2 separate regions of the Mus musculus genome follow, and region 2 is linked to region 1. The links are chromatin contacts, called in public Hi-C maps. All regions are on one chromosome and are shown on one strand. The core of a region is the stretch at or near the end of the contact, and the rest is flanking DNA. Distances in the headings are between cores, read along the strand shown.

Evidence for each region. Hi-C and Micro-C count contacts between places; a contact is called where the count stands out from the background.
Region 2: a Hi-C map of the G1E-ER4 cell line shows a contact between it and region 1, with 2.9 times the contacts expected there. A contact is called at or near these places in 4 of 484 Hi-C or Micro-C datasets (the Ba/F3 cell line, the G1E-ER4 cell line and the HPC-7 cell line) and 2 of 130 datasets of targeted methods (the 230-238 cell line and acute myeloid leukemia).

Annotation. Positions count from the first base shown.
Region 1 is chr19:35,124,231-35,130,295 of GRCm38.p6, forward strand. No RefSeq gene overlaps it. Among named protein-coding and RNA genes, the nearest start is that of Gm31568, 25 kb to the right of the region's middle.
Region 2 is chr19:35,416,613-35,422,677 of GRCm38.p6, forward strand. No RefSeq gene overlaps it. Among named protein-coding and RNA genes, the nearest start is that of Gm24006, 220 kb to the left of the region's middle.

The sequences.
Region 1 (6,065 bases), core at 1,536-4,035:
AAACACTGCATTTCTTCTGCGAGCTCTTTCCAGAGTGTTACTGTGTTATAATCTACATAATTTAACTTTTCTGTGCCTTTCTGCTCTATTTTAAGCTCCTTACAGGAAAGGATGGTGTGTCTAGTGCTCTACTGCATTCCTAGTACCCAGTATAGAACATAGCACATTAGAGTTCAGTAACTCTCTCTCTCTCTCTCTCTCTCTCTCTCTCTCTCTCTCTCTGTGTGTGTGTGTGTGTGTGTGTGTGTGTGTACATGCACTTCCTGTGTATGTCTTTGGATAGGCAAGGGTGATGTTGAGTGTCTTTCTTGAATATTTTCTCTCTTACTTTAAAAAATATTTATTTGTGTTTTTAATTATACGTGTGTACGGGCATGCACATGTGCGTGCAGGTGCCAATGAGGCCGGAGACCTGCTGGAGTCTTTAGTTGCAGTTTATTTGTACTGTGTGGGTGCTTAGAATCCAAATCCAGACTTCTATGAGAGCAGTTCCTCACTCTTGAGGTCTCAGCCATCTGTCTATCCCCCTCTATCTGTCTTTTGAGACAAGGTCTATCATTGAGCCTGAAGCTTGCCTCTTTGAATACATTGGCATGCCTGGAAAGCTCTTGGGATCTTCCAGCCTCCACCTCCCCAGTGTTGGGATTTCAGACGAATACGCAGTAGCTTGAGTGTAGTGCATCTGAGCTCAGGTGCTGATGACTGCGCCAAGCACCTTGATGACAGAGCAATCTTCCAAGCTTAGCTTGTTGTATGAACGAATGAACCCATTCTGTTTCAGAGATGCCAGATGTGTTTTCTTTTTTTTAATTACTACACAATTGAAAATCAGTTGGGAGAGGATTAGAATGTGTTGTGGGTTATTTCCTATGTGGAAAAGTGCAGGTTGTGATTTCCTTTAAATGCTAACATTTGGGGGTGAATTTGCTTCAGTTTATCGACCGTGTTCTTTTAGTCTAAGCTGACGTTTTTTGCAACCATCGACAGCGTTCAATAAATGCAGTAGACTTGACTATGAATCTATGTAGCTAGCTATGTAGATGTGTAAAGATGACATGCTAACTAACCTGTAAAGTCCTCTTTTGTTCATCCACGGAATGGGGATGGTCAAGAGAATAAATTAGATAGTACACATACAGTTTTGAGCACAGAGTCAAGGAACACTGTAGACATCCAGTAAGTCTTAGCAGTTATTGTCAGTATTACTAATGTCTTCATTTCTAAAGTTGCTTCCAATTTTCTGATACTAATTTTCCTCAATGGCCACTAGGTGGCAATACGGTTAGTTGAAAATACACCGTGAGGGCTTTTCTTTCTACCAGTAAAAAAATCTGTGATGACAGGTAATTTCAAGCACTTTGTCTTAAGCTGCGACTTAATGGCTAAGAGGTTTGCATTATTTTGTATTGAAAAATGCTGGAACAGATCCTATTTGGTTCAGCTATATTTCCATTAAGTTCCCTCCTCCTTTTGCTCTTCCTCTAAATGGGAAAATATTGCTGAGTGTTCTGGATGGCACCGTTAACTCTACAGCCACACGAGCCACCCAAAGCTTGCAAAACACTGGGAAGGATGTCAGTTCTGTATCTCCAGTCTACTGTACTGAAGGGATCACCAGGCCAAACTCCACAGTGACTCAGAGGCAAGGCCATTGGACTGCCTTAGATGGAAGCTAAAGACAATTAGATAGTTCTCAGTGTGAAATGGATAAATTCATAAAGAGCCCGGTGCACCAACAGGAAACTGTTCCCCACCATGCTTAGAGATGCTGCATTGAGGGAAAGAGGCTGTTGTGACATCTGTGGAATGCAATAAATAAACAACAAAATACAAATATAAATACTGTCCTTATTGACAGCGCGATAGATGTGAAAATTATGTCTTACCTTGTAGGTTATCAAGGTATTATTTCATGACTGTTATCAAAGATGTGTGAAAGATCTATTAGAAAAGAATAACTTAGCTGTTAAGGAAATTTGGAGGGGTTGAGTGTCTTAATATAGGATGAGTTGTCAAATTCACCCCATTATACTTTAACCATGGACTCTACAAAGGAAACAAACGTTTCCTGCAGATGGCTAAACTAGCTATGGTATCCACAATGTGGTATATACTCAACAAATGTTGGTTATACAATGATAAAATATCCAATAAATTATAGCAAGTAAATGGATCCTGCTGGGAGTCATTGAAAGGAATTTGCAACTAGCATACCGTGTTCTGCTCATATGAGGATCTTATCTGTGCCAAACACATGAAGATGTGAAATTCAAATAAAAATATCGAAAGAAGTAAAAGAAAAAGTCAAGTTTAAAAATAAAGCAGAGACTTCTACGAGTCAGAAATGAAACATTGGAATCTGGGGAGACTGTCTGCCTTCCTTCGTGGGAGTAAAGATGGGTCCTGCTCCTATGACAACCGAAGTAAACAGAACCCTGTGAAGTGCAGCTTTGGGCCCTGGCCTGCTGCTCGCCCTTAACCCCGATCTTTTCCAGAATGAGTAAGAAGCCTACTACAGTCGACATGCATAGCTGTTTTCCTCCTAAGTGCAGGGAATTGCGTTTCATTTTCTTTATTTTACAAAGCATATTGAAAAGGGAACTAACTATTACTCACGGAAATGATTCAGATAGGGCAAGCTCCCAGACACTATGAGAAAAAAAAAATAATCCCCAAATCTAGGCTAGAAATAAGTTAAAAATAACCAAGAGCTGTGGGAGACACTTGCCGCTGTTGGTGTCTGACCTATGAAACAAAACCGAAACCACGAGTTTGCTTGAGGTGCGTGGAATCAAAGTGACGGGAACCAATTACCTGGTTAAGGGTTTTATAAAGTTTTGAAAGTTCTTCTCTAAACAGTCAGACAACAAATGTTTTAGGTTTTGTGAGCCATATAGCCCTTCTTCAAACTATAGTGACAAAGCAGCCATAGCTCTGCCTCTGTAGAAATAAACCATGTCCCTTTGTCTTAGTGAAATCTTACCCCCTCAACGAGATTCATAGAATGAGCTGTAGTCTACTAGTTCTGTCCTGTAAGTCGGCTTTTCCCATGATGAGGATAGATGATGCCAGCTTTCCTACATTCTTGAGCTGGGGCTCTTTTCCCAGTAAACAGACACCGTGATTAGCCTTTTATAAGCCTCTATGCTGGCCAACTTTATGAAGAATACTTCTTTTCCTTAGATATATCAGCTCCTCGAATTAGTCTGGAGCCAGGTGCTGTGGGCTTTGTCGAGTTTCTATTTTCTTAAGGTGACTCTGCATATCTCTGTTTCAGTTCAGTGAGAGTTTATTACCCTGACTACATTAATTTCCCAGTAACGTGCTGGCATGTAGCCCCTTACTTCCAAGTTTTCTAGAGATTTTTTTCCATTTTAGATTGTATGCCATTCCTCATGTTGTGGTTCAAGCAAAGCAGTGTAGCAATTGGTGTTTGAGTTGCTTATCTTTCCCAGTTAATAATTCCAGGTAAATTGGTCAGGCAAACGTTATATGCCCCAGTACAGGGGAATGCCAGGGCCAAAAAATGGGAATGGGTGGGTAGGGGAGTGGGGGGGGGACTTTTGGGATAGCATTGGAAATGTAATTGAAGAAAATACGTAATAAAAAAAATAAAAAAAATAAAACACTAACAGCAACATAAAAAAAAAATAACTCCAGGTAAATAATTTCTACTTTTTAGTGGAGTGGAGCCTTACTTGCATGCATCTGTAATACAGATATACCTTCAACTGACTGCAACTTTAAAACAAATTCACATTTAAAACCTGCCCCCCCCCCAAACCAGCCCCCAGGAACTGGTTCAGTTTCTGCTCTGACTGGTGGCTGACTGAGTCTTGTATGACATCGTTACCTCATCCCTTTTCTGTGGGAGCGATCATTTCCTGACTCAAAGAATATGGTGGTTGAATTTAGTGACCGGCATCTGAATGTGGGAACAAGTCTGAGCCCAACTGAGTCATGATATGAATTTCAACAAGCTCTCTACATGATTCATCATTGTTCAAGTTTGAAAGTACTTTCTCTGGCATGTATTGTTCCTTAATACTATTTTTTTTAATGTCAATTAGAAAATAGAGTCTCCTCTGGGTGGCAGAATGAGTCAAAGGAGAGAAGTCTGAGATGCCCGGAGTAATTTCTCCCATATTCTTGTGTCATTGGTGAGGGCAGGGGAGTATCTGGTTACTGATCAGTGTGGTCACTTACAAATCTTGTCAATCCATTGAACTAGGATATTGAGAAAAGCAGAAAATTCTAGCTCACTGGCAAACTGAATTTTCCAAGATCTTTTACATTTCTTTTCCTTGGCTATGGGATTCTTTCTCCTATTGCCTTTTAAAAGAAAATATTGATAATCTGATATGAGTCTTCCCTGTTCTTATCAGAAGAAACTGCAGCGTGACCTCTAATGAGCAAATATACGCCCAGGTCTGATCCTTATGCAGTGGTCCAATGTGATCATAGAGAACCAGCTTCCCCCATGTGGCTCCAAGTAGACCCTGGGGACAGAGGTCAATGTTCTTTGTGAGCAAAGATTTAGAGCTATAGAGTGGTCTAGTGATCATAGAGACTGAAGATAGATTTGATTCTCATCTTGTCAGATCAAGCAAGCATGTATTCCCTCGAGTGACCGAGTTTTCGCCAAAGACTGATAATGTAAAACAAAATTAGTTGCTATGTTTTTAGGATGGGGAACCAAGAATTTTAACGATACATTTCTAAAAATCTCCCTAGATCCCTGGATCTCCCAGCCAGATTTGAAAAGAGGAAATAAAGTCTATGTCCCCCAGTTTCCTCAGGTATGAAACGGAGCCCAAAACAAGTTCTTCAAATGGCGGCTGGTAACCCATAAATTCACAAGTGCAAAGTGCTTTCTCAGGGCAGGAGATGTCTAGAGACACAGTGACAGCAGTATCCGTTGCAATGACTTGTTAGTGATGCTACCAAGAGAGATGCTGCAAGTTTTCAGAGAAAGAAAGAGAAGTTATTGGGAGCAGGGACAAGTGATAGAGTGCACTGCCCATAGAGCTGCTGCTGTTGACTGCCGCTAAGGATCACTGTAGCATATGCTGTCCATTCACTCGGATTATCCGCCCCAACCCCCTAGAAAGCTGAATTTCTCTGGAGGAATACAGTGTCCATACAATTCTGTATTTTGCCTTTATTTCATGTTGTCTGTCTTGGCTCGAGAAGTTACAGGAGTCAGAGTTTGGGTTTTCCCTTTCTCAAAGGAACTCTTTTTCCTGTCACATATAGTTTTGATTACAAGAAAATGTCCTAGCAAATACTGATGGATTGTTTGTTCCCGTTTGTTTACAGACTGGCAGTGTGAGGAGCTGATGCCTCCCAAAGGACACAGCACCGGAGTGGGATTACGGACATCTCTCCATCACTCTCATCATCTGTTCATGCCCTTATAGTTTTTTATACCATCTAAACACAGATACACACATACACAGAGACACACACACACAGAGGCACACACACACACACAGACACATGCACAGACACACAGACACACGCAGATACACACACACACACACACACACACACTCACACACACACAGAGAGAGAGAGAGAGAGAGAGAGAGAGAGACCTAAGCTCTTTCTGATCACCGAGATTACACACACCTCATTCTACTGAAGGCATCAGGGGCTAATTCGTGCAGAAGGTAACTTTGAAGTTCTCTTTTTTATTTTAGAATTTGTTTCCTAAAACCTGGTCAGGTCAGAAAAAAAAAAAAAAGCCAAGTCACTTTTTTTTCTTTTCTTTTCTTTTCTTTCTTTCTTTCTTTCTTTCTTTCTTTCTTTCTTTCTTTCTTTCTTTCTTTCTTTCTTTTGTATTGGGTATTTTATTTATTTTTATATTTTATATATTTTTAAATTTTTTATTGGATATTTTCTTTATTTATATTTCAAATGTTATACCCTTTTCTGGTCCCCCCCTCCCACAATCCCCTATCCCATCCCCCCCCCCCCTGATTCTATTAAGGTGTTCTCTCACCCTCCCACCCACTTCTGCCTCCCTGCCCTTGCATTTCCCTACACTGGGGCATCGAGCCTTA
Region 2 (6,065 bases), core at 2,194-4,693, 290 kb after region 1:
AATTATTATTTTCTTAATATTTTTGTGGATCAGAGTTAAAGACTTCCATGATTAAAATTCCTTCAATATTGAATTTTTGCCTAAGGGGGAAATGTTTGGTGAAGATAAGACTCTAAATATTTTTTTGACAAAAGATTCATTTCTGTTTAATTAGATCAGTGACCCTTCAGTGTTTGCCAAGCTCAACATTCAATGTGCCTTCCAATTAAAGTGTTCAGTAAAACAGATGCTATGAGCAGTGGGGTTAGTGTGTCAGAGTGACTGGAAGAGTTGGGAAGTCTATATCAAAGTTTGTCCCTGTTACTTATAAGATATGTAATCTCTGGGAAATCACTTAAATTGTCAGACCTTCATTTTCCCTTTCTAACAAAGGCAGAAGTTTTACAAGGTCAGCATTTGAGGATTAGGGAGGATGTGTACATTGTGAGTAAAGTTCACTGACTGAATATGGCAGTCATGTGAAGGCTCGGGCACATGGGTGTGCTAGGCAGTCTGTAAGCTCCAGCTCTCACTGCTTCCTGATGCTAATGCCCTTAGATAACCTGTCTGTGAGACGGCGGTGTCTGTTATCTGTCTTCTAAAGCATAGAATGTAGCAGAAGGATGGTCCATTGTCAATCCTGTTAGTTTCTAGCTGTTGGGAAAGCCAGTTGCTTACCAAGTGCAAGAGTCAGCAGCTGCTGTGAGTTCATGGCTGCAGTGGCTGTGCATTGTTCAGATAGTGACATTTCCCATCATCTTCTTGTTCAATGACTTTCACATGTTCCTACTTTGTCTTCTTCCATGGTCATAAAGCTTTAGAAAGGATGGTCTGAATGACAAGCTTAGGGTTGAACATTTTTCTGTCACTCTCAACAACTTGCACAGAAATGAATCTCTGATTCACCACTATCCACTGGAGAAAGAGGGTTTTCTGATTTAAGGATGATGATATTTTTCTACAGGTATAAACATGGATATTTAGAGATCAGCTGAAAAATTTTAGGTGACTTGTTGCGTAACAATCAGTGACAAGTACATAATATTATAGTAGCTTGCCTTTCAGAAAAGAAAATATTTTCCCACTTTATGGAAATCATCTTGCTAATTAATATAATAAATCCATGCTCGAGTTAAAGGGGTGCTTAATGTGTATTAGTGTCAGAGGTACAGTAGATCTCAGACTGTTTCTTGTTTTTTGAAAGCAGGAGTGAATTCCAACTTCTTGAAATTCTCTGAGAAATGGGGGAAGTGTGTTGCATACTTTCACTGTTGGACAATCACCGAGATCATAGTGTGACATAAGCATCAATGATTCTAAGTCGCTAAGATTTGTGAAGGGGTTAATGACTTTGTTATATTCTTTGTGGGTCACCACAAGGCCATGTGTTGGAAGTAATTCTCAATGAAACACTATTGGAGAGAAACATTTGGGAAGACGTTTTGGTCCTAATGGCTCTACCTTCATGAATGGTCTAATACTGCAGTGAAAGGGACATATGGCTGTGAGTCTCTCTCTCTCTCTCTCTCTCTCTCTCTCTCTCTCTCTCTCTCTCTCTCTCTCTCTCTCTCTCTCTCTTTCTCTCTCTGCTTTTCTGCCCAAGAGGATAGCACAAGAAAGACATCACTCAATCATGTCACCTCGATCTTGAACTTCATAATATGCATGGCTATGGGAAATACATTTTGGCTCTTTTTAAGTAATCTAATCATAGGCATTTTGTTTCATCAGAACAAGAAGGACCGGGAGAAGCTTCACTGTCAGGCACCCTATCACACCCTTCTTATTTATCGTGGTTTGACCAACAAACAGCAAAAATCTGCTCACTCTTAGAATTAGTCAGGAATTGGTTATGAACAGTTTCTTCCAGTCTGTTACCCTGGCCTCAGACCCAGACCCTAGGGCTTCAACCTTTCCCCAGAGCAAATGTTTTCTTATAAAACAACAGGAACTCAGTGTTATACTCACCAGATGGTAGGAGCTAGGCAAGTTCTAATCTGACAACACAGAAGAAAGTGTTCCCAACACCATTCTGTTTCTTCCATTTTACTATTTATTGGATTTGTGATTGTTTAATTCCAACAATTCGTTAACATTTTCAGAAAGGTTAGGTCACAATGTTTTTTTTTTTTTTCCTATCCTTCCCAAGAGTGTACATCATATGCAGTTACAGCCTCAGGGCAAGAACAATTTTAGTTCTCTATGAGGACTCTCCTTTGCTATGACTTGTAGCATTTCTGTTAAATATTGTATAATGTTTTCCCAACATATTGAAAAACTCCATGAAAATGTTTGCATATCTCTTTAGTACCATTTGCCAGCAGTGCCTGGAAGTTACTATGACAACTACCTTTAAAATTAAAAACTGAAATTAAAAGTTCTGCATAATTGAAAGGACTGTCTGACACATGGTTTTTAATGATGGGATTTCAGAATTAGCTGTGCCTAAGTGTTTAAGTTCGTTTTTATTAGGATACAGTTTTAGAAATCACCGTTGGATATGTTATTGAACTAAATTTGCTCTCCATGCAAGCTATACTAATCTCACTGCCAGAAAATCTTTACTTTTTTATGCAGTGTGCCTGGTAAACAGATTCTGCTCTCTGAGCTGTCAGCACCAAGTTCCTCTGTGCAGTGCAGGCATCTTACATCTCCAAGACATATATATTGTATATAAGGAAGATTTCTGCAAGAATTAAAATTAGGACATTTTATATCTACAACTAAATTTACATTTTATAATAATCTTACAAAGTGGTATGGTTCTTGTCTTGCACATAAAGAAACAATCAGACTACCTTTAAGGGTCCTAAAGTCAATGAATGCCAGTACAGTACTCACACCCATATTTGTTTACTTCAAAAACTGTCCACAGCCATATACAATCTATTATGTGCTTTATTTTTAATTTCACATTTGTGTAGTCTGGTTACAAGAGTTCAAAAGCAAAAACAAACACAAAACCCTCCATAATGTTGCAAGTAGCTCTGAGCAAAGGTCCTATGAACTGAGTAGGGCATTTGAAGGTGACTGACATTATGCCTCTACTTTTGTGATATACCTATCCCACCACAACTGATACACCTGAGAGAGGAAGTGAGCCGACTTTTTGATATAGTTTGGATGTGGTTTGAGTGAATTTAAGTGTGAGAAGAATGGTCTCCAGTGTGGTATTGTTAACATTTGGTGGGACCTGTAAGACGTGAGGCATAGTGGGAGGGCTATTGATCACTAGTACTCTATGAAGGGATTTCCAGAGTTCTTGTGTGACATTTATCTCATTCTGACTTTTTGTCTCCTGTGACTTGAATATAAATTGTTCCCACAAATCATAAATAGGACATTTGTTCCCAGCAGGTGGCACTGTTATGGAAGTTATAGAAAAACACTGAGCAGGGAGTATCTTGGAGGAAGGGTCACTCCCCTTGCTGCTTAACATAGTCTCTAATCTCTTCCTGTCCCTGCTGTGGTTTCTGTCTATGGTGAGGACAAGAATCCAGGCATTTGTCAACACATGAAGCCTAGTTTACTGAGTTTGATGTGGTGAATGCACCGGGCACTTCTGACATGATTGTATGTCATGCAAACAATGGGTTTAGTGTGCTATAACCATTACATAAAAGAGGTTGACAGTATAGTTTAGGCCATCTGTTTCTTAATGGTGTTTTGACTCCCTTCTTATCAAAGACATTTATCAGAGATAGCCCTTTCCTTTACTCCTGACTTTTTAAGTTTTGGAGGTGTGAATTCTTTATCTTTTTATTTTCATGAATTTATGTTTTATATTTAAAGTATATTTCTAGGCATCAGCAACAGTTGTCTGGGTTTGGTGTCTGCAGATGGCATGGATCCCTAGGTGGAGCAGTCTCTGGATGGCCTTTCCTTCAGTCTCTGCTCTACTCTTTGTCCATGAATTTCCTTTAGACAGGAACAATTCTGAGTTAAATTTTTTGAGATGAGTGGGTGGCCCCATATCTCAACAGGCACCTAAGCCTATCCACTGGATATGGTCACTACAGGTTCTATCTCCCCTTTTTTTTTGTGTATTTCAACTAATGCCATCCCTGTTGGGTTCCGGGAACCTCTTGCTTCCCTGGAATCTGGAAATTTCTACTGGATATCACTAGTTCTCCATCCCCCACTGCTACATATTTCTATTCAATTTCCTGAGCCTCTGTACTTCTCTCCTGTCTCCTCCCACACCTGATCCTGTCCCCTTTTCCCTCCCTCTCCTCTCTCTCTTCAAGGTCTCCATTCCTCTACCTCCATTGATTATTTTGTTCCCCCTTCTAAATAGGACAGAAGCATCCACACTTTGGTCTTCCTTCTTCTTGACCATATGGTCTGCGAGTTGTATCATGGGTATTCTGAACATTTTTTCCCCCTAATATCCACTATTCAATGAGTACATACAGTGTGTGTTCCTTTGTGACTGTGTTATCTCACTCAGGATGATATTTTCTAGTTCCATCCATTTTCCTGTGGATTTTATGAAATCATTGTTTTTAATAGCTGAGTAGTATTCATGCTGACAGGAGGTGGGTATAGCTGTCCTGAGAGGCTTTGCCAATACAGATGAGGATGCTCATGGACAACCACTGGACTGAGCATGGGGACCCCAATGGAGGAGTTAGGGGAAGGAATGAAGGAGTTGAAGGGGATTGCAACCCCATAGGAAGAACAACAATCCCAACCAACCAGCATCTAACCACTGTTCCAAGCTCCCAGAGAGTAAACCACCAACTAAAGAGTACACATGGAGAGACCTATGGCTCCAGCTACATATATAGCAGAGGATTCCCTTATCTGGCATAAATGGGAGGGGAGGCCCTTGGTCCTGTGGAGGCTTGATGCCCCAGTGTACAGGGATGCTAGGTGGGTGAGCACTGACATAGAGGCAGGGGGAGGGGGAAACCTTGAAAGGGGATAACATTTGAAATAGTAAATAAATAAAATAACAAAAAATAATATGCAAGAATGTTTCCATGACTCCCGGGGTGAGTGTGTGGGTGGGTAATACAATACTAAATTGTTTCTGTCATATATATTTTTTGGCACCTTTTCTGCAAAACAAGTTTCCTTTATATTTGCAACATAAACATAATAATTTTATTTGGAGTTTTAAAATTGATGTGTACTTCCTTTTTTTTCTGTATAGAAACAAAGAATTTCCAGCTTGGTGTTTAGAGTGTTTCTCTCTAAATGGCACTTCTATGCTGACCTATCTTTGCTGAGCCCATCCTAGACAAGTATTACTAATGGATACATCTAGAATCAACCTGCTAGTCTTTGAAGAGTTTAAAATAAAAATAAAACATAAAGTATAATGTTGTTCCACCTATAGGGTTGCAGATCCCTTTAGCTCCTTGGGTACTTTCTCTAGCTCCTCCATTGGGAGCCCTGTGATCCATCCATTAGCTGACTGTGAGCATCCACTTCTGTGTTTGCTAGGCCCCAGCATAGTCTCGCAAGAGACAGCTACATCTGGGTCCTTTCAATAAAATCTTGCTAGTGTATGCAATGGTGTCAGCGTTTGGATGCTGATGTATCAAAAGATGGCCTAGTCGGCCATCACTGGAAAGAGAGGCCCATTGGACTTGCAAACTTTATATGCCCCAGTATAGGGGAACGCCAGGGCCAAAAAGGGGGAGTGGGTGGGTAGGGGAGTGGGGGTGGGTGGGTATGGGGGACTTTTGGTATAGCATTGGAAATGTAAATGAGCTAAATACCTAATAAAAAATGGAAAAAAAAAACCATAAAGTATATTTCTAACAGACAGCATATGAGAGAGGAGTACTTTTTGAGGAAGGGTCTCTGTTTTTGCAGCTTAATCTCTAGTCTCTGCCTGTCACTGCTGTGCTTTCTATGTTTTTTGTTTTGTTTTGTTGGGATATTTTTGGTTTTTTGTTTTTTACATTGCTTCAATAATCTCTGCCTTTTACTTAGAAATATTTATCCATTAGCACCTAGTGAGTTATTGGTATGATTTTTTTCCTTTGTCTAAAATTATCATTCTTTTAGTTTCAATATTAAGTGGTGGTTTTGTTAAATATTGAATTCTAGGTTCACAAAGTTTTCTTTTTACA